Regions from separate parts of the Sus scrofa genome. Here region 2 is linked to region 1. The links are chromatin contacts, called in public Hi-C maps. All regions are on one chromosome and are shown on one strand. The core of a region is the stretch at or near the end of the contact, and the rest is flanking DNA. Distances in the headings are between cores, read along the strand shown. Region 1 overlaps LOC106509550 (a long non-coding RNA gene). Region 2 holds the start of CTXN3 (cortexin-3).

Region 1 (3,562 bases), core at 403-2,902:
AAGGCACCCACCGGTTGAAGGTGAGCTCCCCAGGAGATGCTGTCAGCCAGGAACATGTGCTCCACACTCTGCATGAGAGCAAGAAGCAGCCTCGCTGCAAGGCTGGGACTGCGTACAGCAACCATCAGCCTATCCTAAGGAGCACAGCACCTCACAGGGGAGGGAACCCCTGAGCGAGATAAAAAGCCTAAGAAAAGCCCTTACTGAGGGAGAGCCATTACCAGGATTCCCTGCTCTAGAGAGGGGGCTACATACAGAGCTGAAACTTGAGCGGATCTTCTGGGCAGGTGGAAGGTGATGGGAGTGGGGAGTTTTGAGCAGAAGATAAACACTGACAAGCAAAGACAGGAAAGAGGGAAAGTAAGAGTGTCAACAAGCAGGAGAGGAAACTGACATGGGACAGAGGGAGGTTAGAGTCTTCCAGACCAGAGACGGAGCCAAGAGGGAGGTGTCTTGGCCCCCAGGCTTCCACCTCTGAAGCACCTGCTGACAGCTGCTCAGAGCCACCGTTTCTTCCTCAGCTGCTCCAGATTCAGATGGAGAAACTAGAGGCCTGGGCTTTTCATTTGTCTCAACCTGATGGCAAGATCCTTCCTGGATGCTTGTTTTCGCTCTTTGAAATGTGTTTCTTTTATCACCTTCCGGTCCCAGGAACCGTCTGAATGGAGTGGAGAATAGGAGAGGGAGCAGAAGGCTCCACGGAGGGGAGGCCAACCCGTCAAAGGACAGAAGTCCCTTTGTCTCTCTGGGTTGTCAGGGAACAAAGGACAAATGTGCAGAATGGGGGCTGGAAAAGCTGCAGCGGATGCTTTTCTTTAAGGTCCCCTCTGAGCAGCACAGACTTTTCCCTGGGCTTGCAGGTTCATCCCATGGCCAAGCCAAAATTGTCATCCGTGCCCAGCCAGCCAGCCTGGAAACTGAGGCAGCCGTGCTCCGCCTTTCTAGCCCTGTGGCCAAAGCGGCTGAGTGACCTCCTATTAGAGGGGAGTCCTAGCGATCCAAAGGATACTGCCCATTTTTCTCTTTGCTTAAACTTACTGAAGTTCAAGTATCCAAAGAGTTCTGGGGCCCCTATACATGTTGTTGGGCTTTGGGGATGGTGACATTATACCTTTCACTTATGACATGAAGAGGAACCACGTACACAAGTGGAAAATTGACACTATGCTGTCTGGGCCACATCAACCTAGTTTTTATAGAAATCTTAATCCAATCAAAAACCACATGTCAGAAAAAACCGTAGCAGTCAGCAGTGTCTAGGCAAAAGTGCCACCTGTGCCTGAAAAACAGGAAGTAACGAAAGCAAAGAAAACCAGATCCAGAGAAATACAATTTGGAAACTTTTACGGTGAGATGTTGAGGTTTCTGTCACTGAATTCTCCCTCTGTCCATTTTCACCTGCCACCTCCTGGCCTCTGTGTCTTTCCAGATGGACAGTCTCCCACTGAGCATTTGGGAGCCATGCTTCCTGCCGAAGCACCCACTTTGACCAAGCCCAACTGCAGTCCCAGCTGCTAAAAGAGCCCTGTGTATATAAATTAAAGCAAATTAGCCACCGTGCCCTTTTCCTGGAAAGGAATCACATCTCCTTACGGGTATCTGTAAATCAAAACCGACTTGTCTGTGGCGTTCTCGTGGACTTGCCAAAACAAAACCCAGGCTGGCTTGGCTTGGACGAGGGCTGAGCACACAAAGAGATCTATTCACGCGTCTGGACTTCTAGAGAATCATACGGTCCAGTGAAGGTCAAGATGATCACAGCCTGATTTCAAAGGTTAGTTTTTAAAGGTACAGTTCACAACTGCTGCTAAACTTCTTTTCCCTTTAAAAACAAACACTCAGAGATAAGCAGCATAGAAAGACACCTCCAATCTGGCCAGTGGGGTGGCAGGGCAGGGGGTGTCATGTCTTTTTAAGCTATGCAATCGGTGTAGCAGAGTGAATTGGCTGTAAAGTCTAAGATTTAAAAAGCCTCCTATACTAGGGAATTGACAGGATGGGCTGTGGAAAACGGCCTGAAATGTCCACAAGTATCTCTATTTAAATGCAGAATTTCATCCATGTCTTATTATTTAGTCTTTTGTATTTAGTCTTTTGTATTTAGTCTTTTGAGGGAAACTATTCTTCCTCTCCAACTTTAGATTCCTTCCCTCTTTCCCCATTTCTTCTCCCTCCTACCTGCCTTTGTTTCTATCATTCCTTTTGATGAAATAAAGGAGGAAGATAGTAATGTTTATTGTGAACCTACTTTGATATCAAGCTTTCCTATGTACCATTCAGCAGCTCTAAGGAGGCTGTCCCTTGGCTTAAGCTGAAAAAGTCTATCATGATTCCTGTGAATTCACTTTCATAGAAATTTCTTTTTCTTTTTCTTTCCTTTTTTTTTTTTTTTTTTTTTTTTTTTGCTTTTTAGGGCCACAGGTGTGACCTATGGAAGTTCCCAGGCTAGGAGTTGAATCAGAGCTACAGCTGCCAGCCTACACTAGAGCCACAGCAATGCAAGATCTGAGCCGCGCCATAGCTCATGGCAATGATGGATCCTTAACCCACTGAGTAAAGCCAGGGATGGAACCCACGTCCTCATGGATACTAGTTGGGTTCGTTTCCACTGAGCCACGATGAGAGCACCGAGATTTCTTTTTTCAAGTAACAAAGACAGTTTATGAAGTGCACTGTTTTAAGATGTCAGAGTCCTCTGAGTAACTTCACATATCCAGTCATATCTAAGATGCTGCTCCCGAATGTGATTGGCACAGTATATATTTTCTCTTTTTGACACAAACATGCGCAAACATCCACACGTAACACACAAATACATATTCTTTCTTCTCTGTCTGTGATTTGCATGCAAAGTTTTCTTGGCTGTTATTTTCTCTTTCTCCCCCAGGAGGGCTTAGCCTCTGGGAGGAGGGTGTATCTTAAGCAGTCCTGAGAAAAGAAGCCTCTGTCCTTCCCAATGACCTTCTCTGAGCCTTCCCAGCCTGTCTTTCCTCTGTACCCCACCTTGCCTCGCCCACTGCCCACACCAGCTTCCCCTGCCTCAGCATCTACAAACGCCTGTGCTCCATCTTTATATGGGGCAGGAGCTGAGGAAAGAGGGAAGGGCTTCTGATTGCTCAGTATTTTTCCAGAGAAATATCTCTTACGCCTTCAGATTAAACAGTTATGGAATGAGACAGTTACTGGAATGGAAGCAGGTCGAATTCATATAAAGGATTATGTGGAATCCTGAGAAATGAGTAGTGTCCCTTATATGTACCCATTTTCACCTTGACATGCCTGCCCTCGCTTGGCCCATGGCCCTGCCACCTTGCCAGGCCGCCTTCCAGCAGATGGGTTCAGCAGAGGTCACATCTCAGACGCGCTCCTGCAAAGGGGAAGGAGTCGTCTGTGGCCTTTTCCAGAGATTTCGTTTACTCTTCTCCAGAGCTTTTTCATCCAGTCAATTCCTTCCTTTATTGCTGCTTCAACAGACACCCCGTCTCCACCCCAGAAGGAATGAGAAGATTAACCTTACAAATATGTTTGGACCAAATAAATGAAGAAGTTTTACTCGTCCCCA
Region 2 (3,562 bases), core at 522-3,021, 72 kb before region 1:
GAGACAAGCAAATGTGGCCAGCTACAAATGTCAACAGGCAGTTTCGGAACCGGTGCAGCCTCTGCTGCTGCACTGGGAGTTCTGTTTTCTCTGACCATCCCTGCAAAGTCAGCCTGCAGACACATCTGCTTAGGTTTAGGAGTGGACCCTGTGGTACCCGGTACTTGTCACCGTGCTTGTCAGCTCTGGGTCAGCAAGAGACCTTTGTCTTCAGCCTGAGCCTTAACCTCAGCTTGACTTCCCCCTAACATCTGCTTAGAGAGTTTTAAAGGGACTGCAGGGCTAGGCTGCAGCCTGGCCAAGAGCGTCAGAAAAACACTGTGCAAGTGCCAGTCTGTAAATGGGAGTATCAAAAGGCACCACTAGCAAACTGGAACTTTTAACTTCAAACAGTAAACCTCACTGTTCTACTCTATTTTCGTTTCCCTTTCCTTGTGTGTTTCCTAGTGAAAAAGGGTGCTTGCTGAGAGCTCAAAGGGCTAGGGCTCCACACTGCTCATCTCCAGGGATGGGCAGCACTGTCATTATGAGTTGTTGGGTTGTGAGCCTTTATAAACAAATTAAAACATCCCTGTTACCTTTTGGAAGGTTGGATGTTTTAAGTGAACGGGGAAAAAATAATGTAGTGGGCAATAGCTTTTAGGCAAAACTTACTGCAGCTTAGCAAAGAAAAACAGCCTCTCTTACTGCTCCCTTACCCAGTGGCAGCAGCCTTATAAACTTAAGCATGCTTTACAATTAAGCATTTTTCCATTGTACCCCCCTGGCATTAACTTTGCCTAGCAATTGTTTAATTAGACTTTATCTGACAGCTAGATCTAAATTCAGATCTTGGATCCAAATGTCATCCATGCGATTCTGGCTCATGCATAAATTGTAAAGTTCGAGAAAAGCATATAATTAGCCCATCACAGAAACAGATTTTGGACAAATACCTGGATCTGGTTGAACAAACACTTGATCCATTTCCTGGTGGAACAGTTACAGGTAGTTACGAGCCTCTTTCGTTTCCATTCTTCCCGACCAGGCTTGTGCTAAAGCTGTAGACAGTGGTAGCTGCAAGCAGCTGATGGCACACCCCAGATCCGAAGCTGTTGTTTCAGGCTTAGAAACTTCCCATTAAAAGCCCCGAGTTAAAGGAGCATCGTCTTTCTGTGTGAGGCATCCTTAGCGGCCAGTACAGCTGCTTCTCTGAGACGAGCCATGATTTCAGTTCTGCCTCAGCAACTCTTCAGAGGCTTCTGCTTCAGTGAGTAGAGGCAGTATCCTAGCAGTGTGTCTGAAATCATCTTCAAGAAAACATTAACATTCAAAAGGAGTGTGGGTGAACACATCCCAGGGCATTCCCACACCTTTTCAAAATCAAAGCCATAAATCTACCGGGGGTCTGCTTTTCTCTATTGAGTATTGACACTAGTCCTCTTTGGGGATGTCACTTAGCCCCTTGCAGCAACCAGCCTCCGTATTGATTACGCTTTATGACCTTCAGGCCAACTTAATTAATGGGAAGGCGTCTAGGGTAGGGCATCAATTTCACATTTGGGAGATGAAGCAAAGACTCCTTTTCCTAAAGAAAACAAAATTGACCTTTCAGAAAAGCAGCAATTACGGGAGGCAATGGGGAAGGAACAATTAAAAAAGAATAACATCCTATTTTCACCATCTGTTTGTAAAGTTACGAGGCTGTGGGTTGGCAGGTCCATGGTCTCCTTTGGCTGGCCTGCGTAACTGTGACTTTGGCAGGCACCCTGCCCCACACAGGCCATCCGAGACCCCTCGATGAATCAAGATGGATCTTTGTTGCCAGTTGTTCTCATTCTAAAGATTCTAGTTATGGGACATAAGACTTATTTTTCTTGGCTCAAGTGCCGAAATAAGTTTGGAAAATATTTTAGGATAATATTCATCTTAAAAAAAAATGCTTCTCTGGAAATAATTCAGCATCATCCTTAAGACGAAACATCCTTGTTTTTTGGCAACGCACCACTTTCTTTGTTAAAGTGGAAGCACTCTCAGTGACAACATCCACCCACCAAATGATGGGGTGCATGATATTTAAAGCCAACCCTGCCTGTGCCTGTCATCTCTGCTGTCTCTTCAGCGCTTGCGAGAAGTTGGCCAGTACCCAGTAGCTCTAGGGACTAGAACGGGGCTCGTTTTCGGAGAGGAAAACCCCCATCTGCTAGCGAGAGACAGCAATCCTGGATAAGCCTCAGGCCTGAGAAAAATCAAATGCTAAGTGTTAGAATCTCATGTCAGAGTCAAATGCTTGCCATTAGAACCTAACCTCACAAGAACACCAAGATTGCTTTCCCAGATGTCTTCCAGATTTTTAGCTGAATTTCTTTTACAATTAGTGTAACTTAATGTGTTCTCTCTCTCTCTCTCTCTCACACACACTCTCACACACACACACAGAGACAAAGAAAACAATGGGATGAATAAAACCCAGCAGAGCACTACCCTTCAGTGCTCACTGGTGTCCTTCACCCTTTTCAGCCGATGGTATTGGTGAATGGAGCACCCTGTCTCAGTACTGCCAGCAGAGTTGGGTTCAGGGAACATTCTGACCCCTCCCTCACTTACACACTTATTGTTCCTTGTGGTAAGAAAGGACTCTAGTTAGAAATGAGCATGGGTTACTGCGGGCGCTCCCCCAGCCTGGAGGCCCCTCGGATATTGTTTTAGCCTGTAGCCCTGCAGAGGTGGCAGGGAACACGAGGGGCTGTTCCCTAGCTACTCCACAGGCTGAGGCCATCCCAGGGAGATGAGGGCCTGGCCTATTTTTAAAACTCCCCAGAGCAGTAGATTCCAACCCCTGCCCCCACCCCCCACCCCCCCGCACGCCCGGAGACAACTTCTGTTTAAACTGACTCCTCCATTGCTTACTTTGTGTAAATGAGTTGGCATGTTTCTTTTATTCCATCCTTGCTGCAGTCATTAACCACTGTGTTAGAATGCGCTTCCCCCCAGGAATCCGAACTAGGTGAAGACAAGAACATTTGATGAAGATCTGCTGCTGCAAAGACCCTCCAGCCAAGTTTGGATATTGCTTTTATAAGATAATTATAATTGGAATGGCTCGTCTCCCTCACACTTACATTATGTCAATTATCCTGAATTCTGAAACAATGAATGAGGCTTTGTGTAGTTTATGTCTTTGACCATTTCATAGTAGGTCCTGTTTCTGTAGTCTTTAATCATCTTTACAGCTCTTCTCTGAATTCCTTCCTAAATTTCTGCTTTCTGGTCCAGCTTTAAACAAGGAGCATAGAAGGCTACACAGAGCTCTTTCATGTTTCAAACACGAAATGGTGATGAAATTGGATGATTTCATAGATCATATATGCTATATTCTCTGATCCAGTAGGACCCCAGGATTATTCCTGGGTGTTAATTCAGTCTTTCTTTTTACCACATAACACCATGAATTAGTATTGTTAGAAATCTATTTTAAGAACTTTTCCTACACTCTCATTTTGTCTCACATTTAATGTTCTTTAGGTTACAGTTCTTTCCTAAATGTCCTATACTGAATTTTCCTACCTCCCCAAAAAAAATT

What was found. A called contact is a pair of places that touch in the nucleus more often than the background predicts.
Region 2: a Hi-C map of skeletal muscle shows a contact between it and region 1, with 4 times the contacts expected there. The contact joins the promoter of CTXN3 here to the enhancer-like site in region 1. A contact is called at or near these places in 5 of 47 Hi-C or Micro-C datasets (embryonic fibroblasts, heart right ventricle, psoas muscle and 1 more) and 1 of 2 datasets of contacts at active chromatin or transcription factors (skeletal muscle).

What each region holds. Positions count from the first base shown.
Region 1 is chr2:130,522,956-130,526,517 of Sscrofa11.1, reverse strand. The region is part of intron 1 of LOC106509550 (a long non-coding RNA gene); the gene reads right to left. Among named protein-coding and RNA genes, the nearest start is that of CTXN3, 72 kb to the left of the region's middle. Within about 2 kb of position 1,652, at least 6 of the 83 cell types and tissues checked have an H3K27ac peak or open chromatin away from gene starts, as enhancers often do. A contact at or near this core is called in skeletal muscle, where this site is marked.
Region 2 is chr2:130,594,735-130,598,296 of Sscrofa11.1, reverse strand. CTXN3 (cortexin-3) reads right to left here and starts at 1,771. Exons shown (of 2, transcript XM_005661613.3): 1 at 936-1,771.